Linked DNA regions of Neogale vison: region 1 is linked to region 2. Evidence: chromatin contacts called from public Hi-C data. All regions are on one chromosome and are shown on one strand. The core of a region is the stretch at or near the end of the contact, and the rest is flanking DNA. Distances in the headings are between cores, read along the strand shown. Region 1 holds the start of DCAF17 (DDB1- and CUL4-associated factor 17). Region 2 holds the start of TLK1 (serine/threonine-protein kinase tousled-like 1).

Region 1 (6,287 bases), core at 48-2,547, 230 kb after region 2:
ACTTAGGTGATCTAAAAAGGAGACGGATAGGAGTTAGAGTCAAAAAGATCTGGTTGTGGGTGAGGAAAGGAAGGTATTCAGGAAGACAGCCCTCTGGGTGAGTTGGTGGTAGGATAAAAAACCACAGGAAGACAAAACAAGTGAGGGTGAAGGGGAATGAGAAGTGAGAGATGATGAATTTAAGTCAGCAATGATTTGAATTTCATTCCATCCAAAGAAAATCCAGTTTTTGTTTCTGGGTCCCAGTTTTCTCGGTGACAGCTGCATTCATGAATTACCAAATTAACTATTATAGCGCGCTCTAAAAATACACATAGCACTCCACAGTATGCTGTAAATAAGTCATGAAAAATCAGCAAAAGCCCAGGCCCTGAAGGAAATTCGGCAGGGTTAAAAAGAGATGTGACAAATTGTTACTCAACACTTAAATTGTGACCCAACGCACTCACCCAGTACGGTACTCGGCTCTGTCAGTCAGAGGCGATCGTTCTCTCGCCCAAGTAGGATCGAGAGGTAGCAGGTAGCGAGCCGAGCCCACGTGGAAGAAGCAAAGACACCACCCTCAAGGGGCTGGCAAAGCAATGGGGCACACAGAGTGAACGATTACTGAAAATGTAGTGTCGTGGGAACTTTGATCCTACAGGCAGGGGTCGCTGACAAAGTTACCTTTTACTTAGAGGAATCAACGTGGAATATCTTAGTCCGGTAAGAATGTAAACATTTCCTATTTTATTACCAAAAGAAGGAAAGAAAAAAAAAAAAAAAGAGGCGAGAGGAAGGAAAGTAATTATTGCGAAACCAGCCTGTATCCCCACAGGCCACGGAAAAGCGAGCTCTGGAAAAGAGTAATTCAACCCTAGTTCGGTGGGAATGCAAGCATCTTCCACCACTAACTCATCATTCAATAACAATGTTCATAGACCCAAAATGTTTAACCGTCAACCTCATCCACAACGTCCAACGTGCGACGGAGGGGAAAGCCGCGGGGCGTACCTTTAGCATGGACGCTGCTTTGGGGGAGGGGGGGTCGCACTCGATACAGCGCCCCTCTTGGCACCCGGCCAGGGCCTCCCAGAACGAAAGTCCGGGGAGTGAGGGTACCGGGGCGGCACAATTCGTACAGTAAACCGACACCAGGAGGCGGCAGCACAGCGCCCCCGGGGCTCTGCCCTGCGCCGCGTGCAGAGCCGGAAAGGGGTGGCCGCCGCACAGCGCAGCCTCCTCGCGGCCGGGCTGGGCGGGGCCACGACTGGTTGGAGGCAGGGCCGACGCAAGAGCTCCCTTCGCGCCGCCTGATGGGAATTGTAGTTCTGGGAATTAGCCAGGCTTCCTCAAAGGGCTCTGGGAACTACACTTCTTGTTGAGCGAACGGCTCCCGCAGGCCGCGCGTTACGGGGGCGTCACACTGCCCGCACCCGGGTCCCGAGCTGCAGAGTGTTTGAGGGGCAGGTCGGAGGGGGGTGCCTTTTCCTTCACTCTGCGCTCAGGCCGTGCCGATCCGTGTTATCTCGCCCCTCTGCCGTGCGCTCCTGGCCCGGCTCCCGGTGTCAGCTTTTCCTGGGCCCCTCAAGGAGTTGGGGCCTGGAGGTTCGGAGTTAACGGCCGCTGCCTGGCGCGGGAGAGAGGGGCGCTCCCCTCTTCAGTCCAGCCAACCCCGCACCTGGCCCTTGCCTCCATGGGCCCAACTCAGAAACCCAACGTGTGCCGCCAGCTGAGTCGCCGGGCTCTAGGCTTCTTCTCGCGGGACGCAGGCGTGGTGCAGAGGACGAACCTGGGCATCCTGAGGGTGCTGGTGTGCCAGGTGATCGCCGGCGGCTGGGAATGGGGCCAAGGGCAGGGGGCGACTGGCGGCCAAGCCTCCTCCCGGGGCGCAGTTTTTCTGCATTAGAGCCCTTTTTTAAGAAGATCACATGTCTTGAGCAGGGGAATCCAGGCCCTGAACCTGGGGAGTTAGTAAATATCTGTTAGAACCGGCAGATGCTTTTAGTTTTACGCTTATGTCTTCCTGCAAATGATCTTCCAGAAATTTGGTCACCCCGCTTAACACGCGAGGGCAAAGTGAGGAAGATAGGAACATAATGTTTTAAATAACGTACGTAGGATTACTTTGAATACTGTAGATTTAACTATCCCACTTAAAATCGGTGCACGGTAGAGACTTACGAGTTATTCCTTAAACCAAAATTCCTTGTCTTTCAGGAAAGTACTAAATTTAAGAATGTGTGGACAACTCATTCCAAGTCACCTATAGCCTATGAGAGAGGAAGAATATATTTTGACAATTATCGGTGCTGTGTCAGCAGGTATCTTTTTGATGAACATTTTTGCTTTAATTCACCTCACTATTAATCTTTACTAATTTTTATAGAACCACATGCTATTTCAGTGCTTAATGAAATAGGAAGAATGAAAAAATTAGCCCAAAATAAGAGTAAGTGGTAAAAATGGGTTGTAATTTTAAAATCTTGTTAAATTCGAAGTTAGAGATTTCATTTTTGCAAATACCAATTTAAAACGAATTTATAGTGCAGGCAAAATGATGGGTTGCTCGGGTATGGTATAATGTTTTATTATGCTTGAAAGATATCAGAGTTAAGGAAGCCAAGTATCTAATAATTAGATACTGCTTTAGAGAGTAAATTTTTTTAAGATTTTTATTTATTAATTTGAGAGAGAGAGTTATCGAGAGAAAGAGAGAGAGAGCAGGAGCAGGGAGGAGTGAGAGAAGCAGGCTCCCTGCTGAGCAGGGAACTCAATCCTCAATCCCACAACCCTGGGATCATGCCCTGAACCACCCAGGCACCCCCTAGAGAATTTCCCTGTTTTGTTCTGGAAGTACTTGCCTTTTTTTGTTTGTTTTAAGAGAAAAATTTAAACTTGCTTCAAAGAGAGTAGTATAAGTGAACCTCCCTATACTCATTACCAAGATTCAAAAGTGATCCACATTTTGCTGCATTTGCTTTTCTAACCCATTGCCACCTTTTCCTTGACCTTTTTACTAAGTATTTTAAAGCATATTCGAAACACCACACCACACTTAAGTTCACTTCTCTAAAAAAGAGGGACTTTTTTCTTTCTTTTAATAGCTTTATTAAGATATAATTCATATAATACAGTTCACCTATTTAAAGTATACAATTTTATGGTTTTTGTTGAAATTCATATTCAATGATAGGAATTTTGGTGAACCATTGTGGTTCATATAGGCAACCATTACTACAGTTAACATTTTCATCACTTCAAAAAGAAACCCTATTCCATTAGCTGTAGCCCCATCAACATTACCCATAAGCAACTACTAGTATACTTTATGTTTCTATAGATGCACCTGTTCTGAACATTTCATCTGAATTGAATCACATAGTATGTGGTCTTTTGTGATTGACCTATTAGTAGATTACCAGTATATTATAAGAGAATATAACTCAAGAACAGCCAGATAGATGAGATATGTGGATATGTGGGAAGGGGGATGGTATATCCATGCTTTTTGAGCATACTACTGTCCCTAAATCTGTATGTGTTCACCAACCCAGAATTTTCTCTCCTTTGGTAATATATACATTTAGTGCTATTCATTTCCCTCAAGCTCTGTTTTTGCTGCATCCCACAAATGTCCATATATTTTATTCGTCTTCATTTTGTTAAAAATATTTTGAAATTTCTCATGAAACTTCTTTGACCCATGTGTTAATTAGAAGTCTGTTGTTTAATCTCCAAATCTTCTGGGATTTTCCAGCTTTCTGTTACTGACTTCTTGTTTTTTTTTTTTTAAGATTTTATTTATTTATTTGACAGGCAGAGATCACAAGTAGGCAGAGAGGCAGGCAGAGAAAGAGGAGGAAGCAGGCTCCCTGCTAAGCAGAGAGCCCGATGTGGGGCTCGATCCCAGAACCCAGGGATCATGACCTGAGCCGAAGGCAGAGGCTTAACCCACTGAGCCACCCAGGCGCCCTTCTGTTATTGACTTCTCATTTATTTCCACTGTAGTCTGAAAGTAATACTTCGTATTACTTCCGCTCTTTTAAATTTGTAAAGGTGTGTTTTGTGGCCCAGATTGTGGTCTGTTGGTGAATTTCATCTGAGCTTGAGAACAATGTGTATTCTGCAGTTATTGGATGAAATATTTTTTGGAAGTCAGTCGGATCCCATTGACTGATAGTACTGTTCATTTCAACTATATCCTTATAGACTTCCTGTTTGCTGGACCCACCAGTTACTGACAGACATGTTGAAGTCTCCCAACTATAATAGTAGATTTGTTTCTACTTGTGTCCTGTCAGTTTTTGTCTCACATGTTTTGACATTGTGTTGTTAGATGGTATACACATTAAGGATTTTTATGCCTTCTTGAAGAAGTGACCCCCTTTATCATTATGTAATGCCACCGTTTATCCCTCATAATTTTTTTGTGGAAGTCAACTTTGTCTAAAATTAATATAGCTACTCCAGCTTTCTTTTGATTAGTATCCGCATGGGTTCCATAGTGTAATGGTTAGCACTCTGGACTCTGATTAGTATCCGCATGGTATATCTTTATCCATTCCTTTACTATAATCTGTTTCTTTATATTTGAAATGGGTTTCTTGTAGACAACATGTATTCGAGTCCTGTTTTTTGATCCACTCTAACAGTCTCTGCCTTTTAATAGGTATAGACCATTCACATTTAGAGTGATTAATACTGTTGGTTTAATATACTCCCATGTAACTATTTTCTATTCATTGCTTTTTGTTTTTTTTTCTTGTCTTTCATTCTTTTTTGTCTTCTCTGCTTTTAATTGAGCATTTTATATGATTCCATTTTCTGTCTACTTTAGCATATCCATTATACTTCTTTTAAAAAATTTTTTTAATGGTTGCCTTAGAACTTGCAATGCATATTTACAACTAATTTAAATCACTTTCAAGTAGCGCTATAGCTCTACATGTGTAGCATAGTTACTTTATATTAGAGTATTTCTAATTGCTCCCTCCTGCCTTTTATAACATTGCTGCCATTCTCTTTACCCATGAGCTATATTCCCTGAATACCTTATTGCTGGTATTATTATGACAATAATATTATTATGTTACTATGCTATTATTATGACAGATAAATTTTTCTCTGTTAAATCAGTTAAGAATAAGAAAAATAAAGGATTTTATTTTACCTTTATTCCTTTTATTTATTTATTTTATTTGAGAGAGAGAAAGAGAGCATCATGCACATACATGCACATGAGCAGGAGGAAGGGCAGAGGGAGAGAGAGAATCTCAAGCAGACACCCTGCTGAGTGTGGAGCTGGATTTGGGGCACAATCCTGAGATCGTGACCTGAGCCATTTAACTGACTGAGCCACCCAGGTGCCTGTATTTATTCCTTTTCTAACATTCTTCCTTTTTTAAGGTGAATCTGAGTTTCTGACCTATATAATTTTTTTTCTCTTTGAAGGACTTTTTTGAACATTTCTTATAAAGCAGATCTGCCAGCAACACATTCCCTCCATTTTTGTTCATCTGAGAAAACCTGATTTCTTTTTGACTTTTGAAGGATGACTTCTCAGAATACAAAATTCTGGATTGATTGAGTGTATTATAAGTATTTATAAGAAATATATATTTGGACGTGATGTGATGAACACTAGGTGTTATATGTAATGAATCACTGAACATTATATCAAAAACTAATGATGTGCTATATATTGGCTAATTGAATTTAAATTAAAAAACAAAAATCTATATTTGGTCATTCAGATGACCAAAATATTTTTCTCAGATATATTTGCTTTTTATCTGTAGTTACTGAAAATACATCAGACTTGTAAAGGTGAAGGTAGGTATCTTGTTATTAATGAAGGTAACTTTCAGACCCCATCCAAGTGTAATGGCTTATTGCCTGGAGGATCAACTATGTGATTAGGGGGTTGGCACTGACCCCTGACCTCCAGGCAACAGAGGGGAGCTGGAGATTGAATCAGCTAGAGGCCAATGACTTAGTCAATCACAACTATACAATGAAGCCTCCATAAAACTTCAAGAGGACTGGGTTTGAAGAGCTCTGGGTTGGTGAACACTTGGAGATGCAGGGAGAGTGGCTTTCCTGGAGAGAGCATGGAAATTCCATGCCCTCTTTCCCATACCTTTTCCTATGTATCTCTTCATCTAGGTGTTGATTGTATTCTTTATCATATCCTTTAATAAACTGGTAAACATAAGTAAATGCTTCCCTGAGTTCTATGAGCCACTATCAAAGAAACTAAAGAGAAGGTCATTGGAAGCCCAATCTGTAGCCCATGGGTCAGAAAC
Region 2 (6,007 bases), core at 2,423-4,922:
AAAATCTAAAAAAAAAAAAAAAAAGCCCATTTTCTTTTTTTTTTTTTAAGATTTTTATTTGACAGAGATCACAAGTAGGTTGAGAGGCAGGCAGAGAGAGGGGGAAGCAGGCTCCCTGCTGAGCAGAGAGCCCAATGCGATGCAGTGGGATGTGATGGGATGAGGGGCTCGATCCCAGGACCCTGGTATCATGACCTGAGCCAAACACAGAGGTTTAACCCACTGAGGCACCCAGGTGCCCCAAAAATAGCCCATTTTCTTTTTCTTTCTTTTTTTTTTTTTAAAGATTTTATTTATTTATTTGACAGAGAGAGATCACAGGTAGGCAGAGAGGCAGGCAGAGAGAGAGAGGAGGAAGCAGGCTCCCTGCTGAGCAGAGAGCCCGATGCGGGACTCGATCCCAGGACCCTGAGATCATGACCTGAGCCGAAGGCAGCGGCTTAACCCACTGAGCCACCCAGGCGCCCAAAAATAGCCCATTTTCAAAGTTAAGTTTGCTTAAAAGCAGTTTATCACACAACTTTAAAACACATGTACACATACATATATGTGCTTTTTAAGTTTTTCTATTATATATTACATTAAATTGCTTCAAGAAAGTTTGTTCCCACCTTGATACATATAATCACATTCCACTAATATTAACTATTACTATTAACAGTCACCGTAAGTCCAATGCTCTTTCAACTTCCATCAATTTATGTAATAGTAATATGTATACCTACAAAAGATGCTAAACACTTGTTAAAATGAAAACTGGGATCTCACTTAATAGAAAATGTCTCCATCATTATGTCTAAGGTTTCATACATGCAATTCCTGTTAGCATTAATGATATATGAGACTGTATCTTCAAGATAAATATATATAACCCTAGAGAAAATTAACAGTTTTAACTTACATACTGGTTGGCCAAAAATATATTACTGTGGCCACAGAGGTACTTGGTGAAATACCACAATCACAAAAGCATGTCTTACTTCAGTAACAAAAGATTCACTAATTTACTTTACATAAAAGTCTACTATAATCCAAACTTCTAGAAAGAATTCTGTCTATTTGGAAGTCCAAGCTAATTTATTCTAACCCCTAAGAATTTTCAATCTTCAGGAAAACTGAAGAATAGTAGAGAAGTTTTTTTAAATTTTTTATTAACATATAATGTATTAGTAGCTCCAGGGGTACAGGTCTGTGAATCCTCAGGCTTACACACTTCACACAGCACTCACCATAGCACATACCTTCCCCAATGTCCATAACCCAACCACCCTCTCCCTACCCACCCCACCCACAACCCTCAGTTTGTTTTGTGAGATTAAGAGTTTCTTATGGGGGACGCCTGGGTGGCGCAGTTGGTTAAACGACTGCCTCCAGCTCAGGGCGTGATCCTGGAGTCCCGGGATCGAGTCCCACATCAGGCTCCCAGCTCCATGGGGAGTCTGCTTCTCCCTCTGACCTTCTCCTCGCTCATGCTCTCTCTCACTGTCTCTCTCTCTCAAATAAATAAAATAATTAAAAAAAAAAAAAAAAAAGAGTTTCTTATGGTTTGTCTTACAGAAGGTTTGTTTTTCTTTAACTACAGTAGAAGTAACCTCAAAAACTCACAATCTAGACTTTGCAGCCCCAAATTACTAATGGTGATAGTTGATGTTACAGATGAACAATTCAACACTATGTCCTCAGGGACTGGCTCAATAAACATCTGAGAAACGAAAGAATGAAAAATAAAGATAAAGCCTTTAAAAAAAGACGGGCTTTTCCAAGACCATCATTTACCACCACTCATTACACTACCCCTGATAACACTATTATTAAGCATCTTAATGAAACTACAAAAATAGAAGCACGCTAAAAGCACCAACTGCTCTATGTACAAAATAGATTTTGAAACATTCACTTACAAATTTTCAAGTGCAAAAAGAAAAATCGCCAGATGCACTAAATTTGAATTATTCAATAAATAAACTTTTATCTTCTAATAATCAGAACTCAGTGTTGAGGGTGAGATGTAAAAGGGGAAAAATGTCTGTCGGTGCTTTCAGCATGTTTAATGGATGCCATAAATCAAACCTTTCCATGAATTTTCTGGAGCAAATTCATGCCAATCTTTGAGCCTATTGTCACTTTCACACATGCTCACAGGAACAAAATGACAAAGAATGCTATGCCTGAACCACCAGATTCAGGGCACAAAACACTTGATTTACAATTGTCAAGGCTGGGTAGTAAATATTGAGAGATATTTTAAAAATAAATTAACCCCACCATTTCCTACATAAATCAAAGCTCCTGGTTTCTTTGAAGGATTCATCACTCTTGGACTTCCAGACGTTTTTTGAAAATGTGGCTACAGTCTCCTTGTGAGACACAACTGGGAGTGAACAACCCATTTACCAATTGCTGATGAAGACCGCTGAACGTTTTCCCAGACAAAAGAGCGTTAAACGCTATTCCATGCATATTTATTCTTCCCTCATAAATGCGTGTTCTCCCAAATTTCATTTTATGTCGTATACTTAAAGTTAAATACAGCAAGTTGAAATTTTAGTCAAAAAGCACTCCTGCGTCTTACTAGCTGTGTAACTGCTACATCTGGTGGCAGCACACTTGCATGCAAGAAACCAGAAAACTTAGAAAACAATTGTAACCGATCTGGTGCGTGTTTGCATTAACCTTTACGCCGGTATTTCCCACAAAATCCACGACCCTGTCAGAGAACAGTAGTCTACTTGCAAAAAAGAGATAACGCACAAACACGCAGGAGGTGATGGCGAAGGAGAGAAAGTTGCAGCCATCTGGAGGGGGTGGTTTTAAAAGCCTGCCCACGAGTCAGTCTGTCGTTCAAATTGCTCTAAAGGGCCAGGCAGCGGATCAAAGCCGGCTTTGATAATTTAAGCGACTCTCCCGAAAGGGCAGGGACCCTGCTAGCGAGGGCATCCTCCAGGTCCCGGGCTGCAAAGCTCGCAGAGCCGGGACCGCCTCTATGGGAGGAGTGCGCGAGGGAAGGGGAGGGGGCTCAAGGGTGAATGCTTCAACCAGAGGGAAAACCCACCAGAGACCGGAGGCCAGGAGGTTAAGAGTACTGAGTGTACTGGCAAATGGAGCAGAAAGGGGCTGGCGTCCGGGGGGGAGGCTTCCTACCCTAGCAGTATTGGCTCTTAGGAATCCCATACGAGTCTGCGCGCCTCGCCCCGTCCCCTCCAGCGCGCACCCCCTCGTCCGTCGCCGCCGCCACCCGCGAACCACCACCCACAGCCAGCGCACCACCTCCCCGGAGCCGGGCGGCCTCGCGTCCACCCCGCCACCATCCCCCACCCTGGGGTCGAGGGAAGAGACCCGGGGGGCGCGGGGGCTACCGCGCGGGAGAGGAGGCCCGCGAGCGGGCGCGGGCGCGACGGCGCTTACCTTCCCTGGGCCTCCCGGATGGCGGCGTGTGATTCAGCAGGGACCTGGCCGCCGCCGCCGAGCCCGGGGTTGGAGACGTGGAGAGCTGGGACCAAGATGGCGGCCCCTCCAAACTTCCACTGCTACTTTGGACACTCATCAAGCTACTTTCTGGGAACCCGACTCCCCCCCTGCGACGGCAGCGGCGGCAACGGCACCGGCACCCGCCTCCGTCATGGCGGGGGCCGCGCTGAGGGCGAGCGAGGGAGCGAGGGCTGGGAGGGGAGAGTCAAGGGGATGGGGGAGGAAATCGAGAAGGGGGAGGTAGGGAGGGAAGAGGTGAGGGGAGGAGAGGGGACGGGGAGGAGGAGAAGGGGGAGAAGCGAGGGAGCAGGCGGGTGCGCCGGGGAAGAGGCGGAGGGAAGGAGCGCGGCGGCGGAGGCGTCGAGGGGGCGCCCTCCGGAGTGCAGGCGGAGTGCAGGCGGAGTGCGGGCTGCGCCGGCTGAGACTTCCGCGAGCGGAACCTGCCGGCACCTCTGCAGTGCGTCTGCCCCCGGCGTCGCCTGGGTGGCGGCGGCGGGCGGTGGGTGGCGGCTGAGGCGGCGGGGTAACCTCTGCATCAGTTACAGGCGGCGGCGGCGTCACGCGCCGCCTGTGCAAACACTATCGCGAGGCTCCTGCGCCTCCGGTAGCGGCGGCGGCGGCGGCGGCCGCGGGAGCAGGCATGGGGGAGGGACCTGCCAGGGGTTGGGGGCGGGGGGGTTGTGGAGAGGGAGCCAGCGCGCGAGGGAAGGAGGAGACGCGGGAGCCGGGCGCCCCTGGCGCACCCGCGGATAGCAGCGCGGCGCGGGAGCCGGGGGCTGGCCGACTCGCGTGCGCGGGGGCCGCCACCCCGCGCCGGCCGGAGGGAGGCGCACCCCGCACGCGCCCCCGCCGCGTCGCTCAGGCTCCGGCTCCCGCTCCGCTGCCACCTGACTCCCCCGCCCCCACCTCCCGCGGAAGCGCGCCTGGCTCCCGACCTAGACCCAGCCTGGGGAGAAATGCTTTTGCTCTCGCCGGGCTGTAGTTCTCAGGAGTTCGAGGTGATCATTTCTCAAAATGGAACTGAAAAGTTAAGAGTTGCTTCTTTCTTCCCCCTCTGTACCGTGCAAAAAAAAACCCCAAAAAACAAAAACCTGCGTGCGTCTCCCCGTCTGCAGAATGGGGAGTGATTATCGAATAAAAGAGCTAAGAAACTAAATTGGGGGCGAAGGTGGGTGAAAATAAAAACTTTGAATGTTTTCAAAAAAGAGTATTTACTGGTGTTGTGTACTCTGTGTGGTATAGCAGCTCTTTAAAACAACAACAACAACAAAAAAAAAACCCCAGTAAATTGACAATCTAAATAGAAAAATTTTATTAACTCATATTTAAGGAAACTGTCCCGTGTTCATCTTGTGGAAGAGGGTATGGTTTCTAGAAAGTTCCAATTTGTTTCCATGCCACTGCTGAGTCCCGGCTAGAAAATCCCAAGGAAAATTACAGCATTTGCTATAACTTATAGATACAGTGTAGCTTTCTACACACCCACACACGTAAGACACACCAGGGATTGGGCATCTTGTTCATAAAAGAGCAGTCTAATAGTTCAGGGAAAATACAGCAAGGTTATTGCTCTCTAAAAAAAAAAAAATTGAATAGAACACTAAACAGATTATGATATAGAGCAACTGCATAGACAGGAGGAAATGGTATGATTACCAGGGGAACAAAAATGTCATTTCTATTTTTTATTTTTATGACTTTGCATTTCTCACAGTAATGTTGTGTTCAGATAAACTATCATACTAGAATAGAACCTTGGTTGTCAGTTATCTCCAGAAGTAATTTTAGGTTTCTTATGCTTCAGATTCTTTAGTGAGTTTTTAGTCATGTTCTTTTCAAATTAAAAGGCAGAACTCACAAATTAAACAGTTTTTATGAAGTGTAACTGACATACAATAAACATATTTAACGTGTACAGTATGTATGTTTTGATGTGTATACAACCATGAAGCCAATTCTACAATCAAGATAATGAATATGTCTATCAGTCTCCACAGTTTCCTCTACCCTGTTGATGTTCTCTCACACTCCAACCCCTTCCCCAAGTAACCACACATCTGCTTTCTGTCACTTAGTTTGCATTTTCCAGAATTTAAAATAAATGGAATCTACAGTCTGTACTTGTCTAGCTTCTTTTTCTCAACATAGCTGAGTTTCATCTACATTGTTGCTTTTTTTTTTTTATTGCCTAGTATTCCATTGTATGAATATACTGTCTTGGTTGATCCATGCACCTGCTGAAGAACAATTGCCACATTCAGGGTATTACCCATAGTGCTACTGTGAACTTTCCCTCCTGTAGAAGTGTTTGTGTGGACATATGCTTTCTTTTCTCTTGGATACATACCTAGGACCTTAATATTCAACTTTTATACCAAATACATGCACTCTAAGGGGAAGCAGAGTTTCTCTAAAAAACATGTAGGTAAATGTATGATCTTTCTGTATTTTAAAACTAAGCTTAGCTGATTGTGGTGAGATGAGCAAAACAGAGGAAGTCAAGACAGCTGGGAATTAGTCTCAGCAGGTTAACAGTCCC

Evidence for each region. Hi-C and Micro-C count contacts between places; a contact is called where the count stands out from the background.
Region 1: a contact with region 2 is called in a Hi-C map of muscle, with 5 times the contacts expected there. The contact joins the promoter of DCAF17 here to the promoter of TLK1 in region 2. A contact is called at or near these places in 2 of 3 Hi-C or Micro-C datasets (fibroblasts and muscle).

Annotation. Positions count from the first base shown.
Region 1 is chr3:67,985,965-67,992,251 of ASM_NN_V1, forward strand. DCAF17 (DDB1- and CUL4-associated factor 17) reads left to right here and starts at 1,298. Exons shown (of 14, transcript XM_044242318.1): 1 at 1,298-1,801; 2 at 2,200-2,303. The coding sequence starts at 1,676. METTL8 (mRNA N(3)-methylcytidine methyltransferase METTL8) reads right to left here and starts at 1,204. Exons shown (of 11, transcript XM_044242325.1): 1 at 994-1,204.
Region 2 is chr3:67,751,919-67,757,925 of ASM_NN_V1, forward strand. It overlaps TLK1 (serine/threonine-protein kinase tousled-like 1), which reads right to left and starts at 3,673. Exons shown (of 21, transcript XM_044242314.1): 1 at 3,406-3,673. The coding sequence starts at 3,544.